Regions from separate parts of the Cricetulus griseus genome. Here region 1 is linked to region 2. A link is a contact called in public Micro-C data. All regions are on one chromosome and are shown on one strand. Each heading gives the region's core, a stretch centred on a gene start, on an enhancer-like site or on the middle of the called end of the contact. The rest is flanking DNA. Distances are from core to core; before and after follow the strand shown. Region 1 has its middle 16 kb from the start of Fbxo2. Region 2 holds the start of Ubiad1 (ubiA prenyltransferase domain-containing protein 1).

Region 1 (4,092 bases), core at 451-2,950, 270 kb before region 2:
TATGCCACAGCTGTGTGGCTGGCGAGCTAAGTACCGTTCATCTCTGGCCATGTTTAATCCTCTCAGGGGACTTCTGTACCACTGTCATCCACTTGGAGGCACAAATGAGCTGAGGCTCAGAGAGGGGCAGCCTGGCTAAGTGTCACACAGCAGGTATGCGGGACTCTGGATCCCAATCCCGCAGAGGTGGGAAGGGTTTCCTGTGCTCCACAGACTATACTTAGGCTTGGCCTGGGCATACACATGCTCATGGTGGACCCATTTTAGCACCCGAACATTTATTAAGCCCCTTGTGAGTGCAAAACACCTATTATGCTCCCAGGAGACAACAATGAACCAAAGAACCCTGAGCAGACTGATGTGGAATTTTTTTCCCCCCTTTTCCAGACAGTGCTTCTCTGTGTAGCTCTGGAGCCTGTCCTGGCACTCGCTCTTGTAGACCAGGCTGGCTTTGAACTCACAGAGATCCGCCTGTCTCTGCCTCCCAAGTGCTGGGATTAAAGGCGTGCACCACCCCCACCTGGCATCAAATTCTTTTTTGTTTTTAAGAGGGGGAATTACCACCCACTCTGTGACTCATGTCTTCTATGAAATGGGGTTGTAAAAAGCCCCAAGGAGTTCTTCTCTGGAGGGCGGGTAGCTGGAGTGGCACAGGAAAGAGGTTAGGTATGGGACAGTGAACAGGCTATGTACCAGGAACAACCTCTTCAGTTTGAATGAGCAGTCAGGGAGGGCTCCCTGGAGGAGGTGAGTGGACCCTTAGCCTCCTAATGGCAGGGGCAAAGAACTTCCCTGTCAGGGAAAATCGGTCTCCTGGCCTTTTCTTGGCCACAGGGTCTTCCTGACTCACTGGTGTTCATGGTGGGACAGGGACCCTTTTCTGTCCTGGTTTTCTGTCCTGATGGTGATTGAGTATGGGAGGAGGTGGCCCCAGGCAGTGGGCAGTGTGTGAGGAGAAGGGCTTTGTCGGGAGAGGCTCAAAGTAAGCATCTTAAAGACAGATATCTCAGGAAAAAAAAATAACCCCAAACCAAAAAAACACAAACAAAACAAAACAACCCGAAAAACAAGGAAGAGGGAATCGGGCTGGTGAAAATGATTTTCTGGGCTGGCGTTTCCAGGGGAATTAAATCCTCTTTCTCGTCACCACCGAGTGGAATAATCCAATCTACGAGGCGGAAGCCCCCTCCTCTGTATTGCTGCGTCTTTGACCTAACCGTATGGGGCTGCGCTTGAAATCAGACCATCCTGGGAGGGAGAGCCGGAGGGAGGGAGCGCCAGCCCCCGGACCAATTACTCTGCTCGCCGACACCAGAAAAATGAATTATTCCCCGAAAGCAGCCTCCTCAGCTGATGAATTCTGCACTGCAGAGCTGCGGAGTTCTCCCAAATTGAATCGAAGCGTTGAGAGATGTTTAAAACCAGGTGGAGTGTGTATTGGCGAAGAGGGGCTCCGACAGCCTTGTGGGGCTTCCACTGCGGGCAGGGTGCTGGAGGGAGCCACACGGAGCCCACCTTCCTGCTCCAGAGGTCCCCTGTGCTCCCTTCGGGGACGAAATGCTTTGTTCCCAGCCCGAGGCTCAGAGAGGCCAGGTTGTCTGTCTGAGGCCACACAGTGAGCCAGTAACCATGGCAACCTGGTACCTTTCCGTCCCTGTCCTCTGGGCCTTGCTAGGAACGCCTCCTCATCCCTCTCCCTCCCTGGGAAGCCCAGATTGAACGCCTTGGCACTGAGCAAGCACGTGGCTCTCTGAATCACTGAATCTACAGCTAGCTGTGTGACCTGGGCTCCATCTCTCTGGGCCTCAGCCGCCCGACCCCGCTCCCAATGAGGCCGAATAAAATCCTGGACTGCCACCCTGGCAGCTTCAAATGACAGAAACATTTGTCACTCCAAGTGGCCGAGTAAAGCAAACTTGGCATATTAGTCAGAGTCCTCTAAAGACACAGAACTGACAGGGTCGGCAGCCACAGTGAAAAGGGGAAGGACTAGGACGGCTTAAAGGCTGTGCTCTGGGTAGCCCAACAATGGCTGCCTCATGAGAGAAGGCCAAGAATCCAGTAGTTGTTCAGCCCATGAGTCTGGGTGACTCAGCTGTCCCACTCTGGCGTGGGATTCCTGGAGACCTATGGATCATTTGTCTGCTTTGAAGCCCTGAGTAGGTGACTCTAACCCGGGTGAAGGAATGTCTCAGCTGCCGGATAGATAAACTTGCCAGCGACGGTGAAGGCAAGCAGGCTAAAAGCAAAGAACCCTTCCATGTCCTTTAATGTGGGCTGCTACCAGAAGACATGGCCCAGATTTAGGGTGGGCCTTTCTGTTTCAAATTAAGAAAATCCCTCACAGGAGTGCCTGCAAGCTCAGGTTCTAGTTGGCTCCAAATGTAGTTAGGTTGACAACCAGGGTTAGCCATCACACAAGTATAATGAAGGAATGGCTGGGATATTTCTTTATTATTTATTTGTGTGTGTGTGTGTGTGTGTGTGTGTGTGTGTGTGTGTGTGTGTGTGTGTGTTTGGGTGTGCTTACAGCATGCATGTGGAAGTCAGAGGACAATCCTGCCATGTGGGTACTGGGGATTGAACCCAGGTTGTTAGGTTTGGTGGCAAGCGCCTTCATCTGATGAGGCACGTCCTGAGCCTGTGCCCTTGTGTTGAGGGCTCAGAGTTTCTCAACTCCTCACCTCAGGCAGGCTCACCTGGAATCTGTGAACTCTGTAGCAGAGAGGGCTGAAGAGGAGGATCTTGGGTGAGGGAGTGGTCACAATAAACGTGGAGCTTCGCCTCTCCCCATTCTGTGTCTGGCCAGAGTTCTACAGGCACCAGTCACTCACAGTTTCTGTTGAAGGGAAGTTCAGTGTGTTTGGGGCCAGGAATGAAGGATTATGCCTGGACCCCCTTGGCTTCCCTCACCAGCCTGACCTGCTTCCTTATCTCTACTCACACCTGCCTGAGGCAGAGGGGTTGGCCCCCAGGGAGGGGTGAGGCATCATCTCACAGCACTGGAGCCACAGATGCTGGGAACTGCTCACAGATGTGAAGAGAAGGAGCAAGCTGGTCCGAGCCTCACTTGTTGCGGCCCCTCCCCCTGGACTCCAGCAGGTGTCTGTGGCTTGAGGAACTACCTGTAGGGGATATGCTGGCCCGCAGGGCTGGCCTGTGGGCTGGGGTGTGTCTGTCTTGGGCCCAGGTGTCAGGGGCGGGAGATCTGGTCAGGGATGAAGAAGTAGGGGACAGTTGGGGGTGCACATGGGAGGCTGTAAACCTCATTGGCTCTTCACTCAAATGCACTGTCTAGACCGAGTACCTCCTTACACTTGTACCCCACACCCTGCTATGGCCACAGTGGGTTGGAATTTCTCCAGTGGACAAGAGCATCTTGCTAGGTGTCACTAGACCTGCTGCATTGTGGAAACTCTAGGCATTGGTCATAATGTCACATCAAGGTATTGTGCTGGCTGAGCGGTGGTGGCACACTCCTTTAATCCCAGCACTCGGGAGGCAGATCTCTGTGAGTTCGAGGCCAGCCTGGTCCACAAGAGCTAGTTCCAGGACAGCCTCCAAAGTCACAGAGAACCCTGTCTCAAAAAAAAAAAAGATATTGCTTCTGCCTTACCTTTAAAACTTATTATTGTTGTTGTTGTGTGGGGTGCACACGTGTGCCATGACATGAGCCTGGAGAATTCTTCCACCTTTCTGTAGATTCTGGGGCTTGACCTCAGGTCATGAGGTTTGCACAGCAAGCACTTTGCCCTCTGAGCTTTCTCATCGCTCCTGCCTTTCACAGCACAGTCCTACAAGCCCTATCCAGACAGTGCTGGACCCACCAACCCTCTGCCTAACTGCACCCAGGGAGTCAAGGAAGGAGGGAGGCAAACCAGAGTTGTTTCACACATACTCTCCAGGTGTAGAGGGGGAAACTGAGGCTGTGTTGGGGGGCAGGTCTCGAACTCACAGAGATCTCCCAGGTTCGGGTTGAGATGCATGTGCCTGAGGTCTCTTGTTTCCTTCAAAGTTCCTTTGGATGGATATGGGGGCTGCAAGGGGAGCTCTGTCTGGGGGTGGAACATGGCCTCTGGGTTTCTCAGGTCC
Region 2 (4,438 bases), core at 550-3,049:
ATGCCTACATCAACGGTTTACATAGTTACCACTATGCTTTCTTATTACATGTTAAACTTTTTTTTTATTTTGAGTGCATGCACATGTGTTAGACAGGTTTGAAGACAGCTTTTGGAAGTTGGTTCTCTCCTAACTTGGGGGTCCTGGAGATCAAACTCAAGTCATCAGGCTTAGCAGTAGGTGTCTTTATCCACTGAGCCATTTTGCCAGCCCACATTATGTTGTTTTAGATTTAATGTGTATGTGTATCTCTGTGCATATGTGTGCTGATGCCTACTGAGGCCACAGGGGGATCCCCTGGAGCTGAAGTCAAGTGTGTTTGTGTGGTGCCCAACATGGGTGCTGGGAACTGAACATGAGTCCTCTGCAAGAACAGTAAGAGACCTTTCTCCTCTCGCTCTCTCCTCCTCTCTCTCTCTCTCATTCAACCTAGTTTCCTGCATTTGGGGAAATCACGGGGGTCTGCTCAGCACATCTGGAGTGCAGTGGTGAAGATTCGCTCTAAGAGGGCCACTTTGTGGTCATGGTATCTCCCCCATTTATGTATTTTATGTATATGAGTGCTATCTGAATATATGCCTGCACGCCAGAAGAAGACAGATACCATTATAGATAGTTGTGAGACACCATGTGGTGGCTGGGAATTGAACTCAAGACCTCTGGAAGAGCAGCCAGTGCTCTTAACCACACAGCCATCTCTCCAGCCCCCGAAGAAAGAGATCTTTAAGGCTAAGCCATGTCTCTAGCTGGTAAGTTCCAAACCCGGGTCTTCACAACTTAAGGTTTTCAAAGTATACACGGCACATACATTTTGGATTTCCAGCAATTGGCCTAATTTAGTAAAGCGTCTTTGACACTTGTACAATTCCTATGTACAGTAGCAGTTTCCAGTTAATGCAGTTGGGACTTTAGAGCAGGAAACAGACCAGTTCTTACCTCCTGTGTAGAGAAAGGAACCAGACAGGCCTCCAAAGTAGATGAGAGCCAAGTGCTCCAGTTTCAGGGTGGACAGGTAGTAGAGGCAAGCGGCACAGACACAGCCCAAGGTGTAGAGGAAGACTCCAAATCGAACAACATCCTGGGGCTCCAAGATCCGGTCCACCAGAGTCCTGTCATCACTCTTTTTGTGATCAATGCCCTTGGAAAAGTCATAGTAAGTGTTGACCAAATTTCCGGCCCCGTGCACAGCCAGGACAGCCACTGCACAACCCACCAACAGCCTGGGATCCAGGACACCCTGGGATCTGTAGGCCAAGGCACTGCCCAGGGCCACAGGGGTGAGTGAGGCACTGAAGCTCCAGGGCCTCAGGGCCAGCACATAGGAGGCGCACTTCTGTCTCCAGGAACGCTGTGGAAGCCTGTCCTGCTCGGGCCACTCGTCCCCCGGCGGGTCCCCGTCCCCGACCTTGGTCGTCTCTCCTGCCTGGATATTAATCTTCTCCCCCGGGGCCTGCAACGCAGCCATGGAAGCTACACGTGGCTAAAGTCAATTCTAAAAGAGAGCCACTCACGGGGACCGCCCCGGGACGAAGATAGGCGGGGCGGCCTGGCCTGACCTTCCTTTTCCGCCCCCGGACAGGGTTTGGGCGGCAGTGAAAACGGGGCACGGCAGAGAGCAGGCCATGCACCCCCACGGGGCGGGCGGCACTGCCCGACCACCTGTCACCTGCGCGAGGCCTGTGGGGCTCCCTGTCCCGCACCACAACTCAACTACCCGCCACAGCCTGCGGCCTCCAGCGGGCCGCCGGCGCCGCCATCTTGTGCATCGGCCTCAAGAGGCCGGCCCGGAAACCCAGGCCCGGGGCCCGCAGGGCCGGGAGAAGGCCGAGAGGGGTGTGGTCGGAGAGGGGCGTGGTCAAGAAGCTAGAGCCCAGGTTCAACAAATGAACTAACAGCAAGAGTAGTTTAGCATTCCAAGAATTTCAGGGCGTGTCGTTTTGCGATGTACTTGACTGGTTCACTTACTGTTTAAGACTCATTGTGATGGGGATGATGGTTACCCCAGTAAATCCTACGTTGAAAATACTGTGTGCGAGCCGAGCCTGGTGGTGCATCTCTGTGGTTGTAGAACTTGGTAGGAAGAAAGTTCAAGGACATCCCTTATAATATAGTAAGTTCGAAGCCAGTCCAGGCTGCATGAGACCCTGTCTTTTTTTTTTTTTTTTGCCGGGGGAGGGGGTTCTCTGTTTAGCTTTGGATGCAGTCCTGGCACTCGCTCTGTAGACCAGGCTGGTCTCAAACTCACAGAGATCCGCCTGCCTCTGCCTCCCGAGTGCTGGGATTAAAGGCATGCGCCACCAACGTCCGGGTGGCTTTTTGTTTGTTTCTTTGAAAACAGGGCCAGGCCTTAAGAAATGGTTCACTGGTTAAGAGCACTATCTGCCTTTCCAGAGAACCTGGGTTCGATTCCCAGCACCCAGAAGGCAGCTCAAAACCACCTCTCAATGCAGTTCCAGAGGATCTTGTGCCTTCTTCTGGCCTCTGAGGGCACCAGGCACACACAGGGTAAGCATTCGTGCAAGAAGATCACAGTAGATATACATGCAGCCAAAACACCCATTCACATAAAATCCAATAATAAAGGGATAGGGACCAGTAGCCCAGTTTGGCCCAGAACAGGCAAAATAGCCCATAATAACCTTGAAACTCTGAACCCTCCTTAAACTTTGTCCAACGCCCTGAGCGCTTATATTATAAACACTCACCCACACACTTGCCTTGGTGTGGTACCAAGGATTCTGCACACTAAGCAGATAATCTGCCATGCGAACTACATCCCAATCCTACAATTAGCAGGCTGTAGTGAGCTACCTAATATGGGAACTGAAGCTCGTCCTCTGAAAAAACAGCCGGTACTCAACCAAGGAGCCATCCCTCCACTCCTTATTTCAAGTTTTACATTTTAAATTAATGTTATTTTTCTCTTCCAAATGTTTATTTATGGAGGAGGTGCAGGTGTGCTGGCAGAGGACAACTTGCAGGGTTAGGTTCTCTCCATGCACCAGGTGAGTTCTGGGGTTTGAACTCAGGTCTTCAAATTTGGTGACAAGTGCCTTTATCCTGGGCCATCTTGATGGCCCTGCTCAGTAGACCAGGCTGGCCTTGAACTCACAGAGATCCACCTGTCTCTGCCTCCTGAGTGCTGGGATTAAAGCCATGTGCCACCACCGCCCAGATCCTCTCTTACTTTTTGACACAGCATCAACTGTACCCTGGAACTCAAGATCCCCAGGCTTCAGTTGTACAAGTGCCAGGATCACAGGTGTATAAACATTTGCAAATAAGGTAAAGGCTCCCAATTAGTAAAAAAAATGTTTTTAAATTTAAAAACTGATACATTTCTTATATATTAAATTGGAGAATTGTCAAACACACACATATGTATATTTTGAGACAGGGTTTGTTGTGCCCAAATTCTGAACCCCAAAATCACCAAGAGACCTATTCTGATGCAAAAGCAAAGAGTCTTTTACTGTTTAACGAGTTAAGATTAACTCCAGGCCCATCGTTGGTGGTGCACGCCTTTAATCCCAGCATTTGGGAAGCAGAGGCAGGTGGATCTCTGTGAGTTCAAGGCCAGCCTGGTCTACAGAGTAAGTGCCAGGACAGGCTCCAAAGCTACACAGAGAAATCCTGTCTCAAAAAACAAAACAAAACAAAGATTAACTCGTCCGTCCAACAGGGCAGCTGGCTTGAGAAGGACCCTGAGAAACCTTGAGGTGGGAATTCGTTGGGCAGAGTAAGGGGAGTGTCTAGGGGTGTGCAACAGTCTCAGGACTGGTGCACTCTGGGCCTAGGTGACCTGTCCTGTGTTGACTGGTCAATTGGTTGTTATGGCCTATAGGCTCTCCCAGGGCAGTTGCTATGCTCTGCACATCACTGTTACACTACTTTTACTGTAAAGCACGCCCAGAGACCGCCAACTAACTTCTGACTGGTTCCCTGCCATGTGGAGGGTACCTGACTTCCTAGTTACTCGGAGGTCCGTCAAGGTCAGGCAAGCAGGTGTTGCTGGGTCTTTTCTGCAGCCTGTCATGGCTGCTAAAGCAGGGGGCTGGGTGAGGGTCTAGTCCCTTCAGGCTGAGGAACCTGCCTGACTCCATTTTGAAGGTAGGGGTTCTTATGCTGATTGTTAAAAATAAGTTTTCATTTACTGTAAGAACTGAGTTGCTGTTTTTAATCTATTTCCTGGAGCCTGCCTGATCTGTCACAAGCCATGACCTTGACTTGTGTCTGAAAATACCCTGACCATCCCTGACCCTTTCTAATCATCATCCCTAATTACATGGTAACACATGGTGGTTTTTGAGATTTCTCTGTATTTCTTTATTGCCCCATTGTCTTTCTTCTATAAACTTGCTTTCAAGGTGGTATGGCAGTAAACACAAAAGCTTATTCTTTCAACAGTTCTTTTTATTATGCAACTAATTTGTGGTAC

The links. Hi-C and Micro-C count contacts between places; a contact is called where the count stands out from the background.
Region 1: a contact with region 2 is called in a Micro-C map of the CHO-K1 cell line, with 4 times the contacts expected there. The contact joins the enhancer-like site here to the promoter of Ubiad1 in region 2. A contact is called at or near these places in 5 of 8 Hi-C or Micro-C datasets (the CHK-Q cell line, the CHO-K1 cell line, fibroblasts and 1 more).

The regions. Positions count from the first base shown.
Region 1 is chr2:8,270,974-8,275,065 of CriGri-PICRH-1.0, reverse strand. No RefSeq gene overlaps it. Among named protein-coding and RNA genes, the nearest start is that of Fbxo2, 16 kb to the left of the region's middle. Within about 2 kb of position 1,700, at least 1 of the 6 cell types and tissues checked has open chromatin away from gene starts, as enhancers often do.
Region 2 is chr2:7,997,363-8,001,800 of CriGri-PICRH-1.0, reverse strand. It overlaps Ubiad1 (ubiA prenyltransferase domain-containing protein 1), which reads right to left and starts at 1,799. Exons shown (of 2, transcript XM_027398205.2): 1 at 937-1,799. The coding sequence starts at 1,465.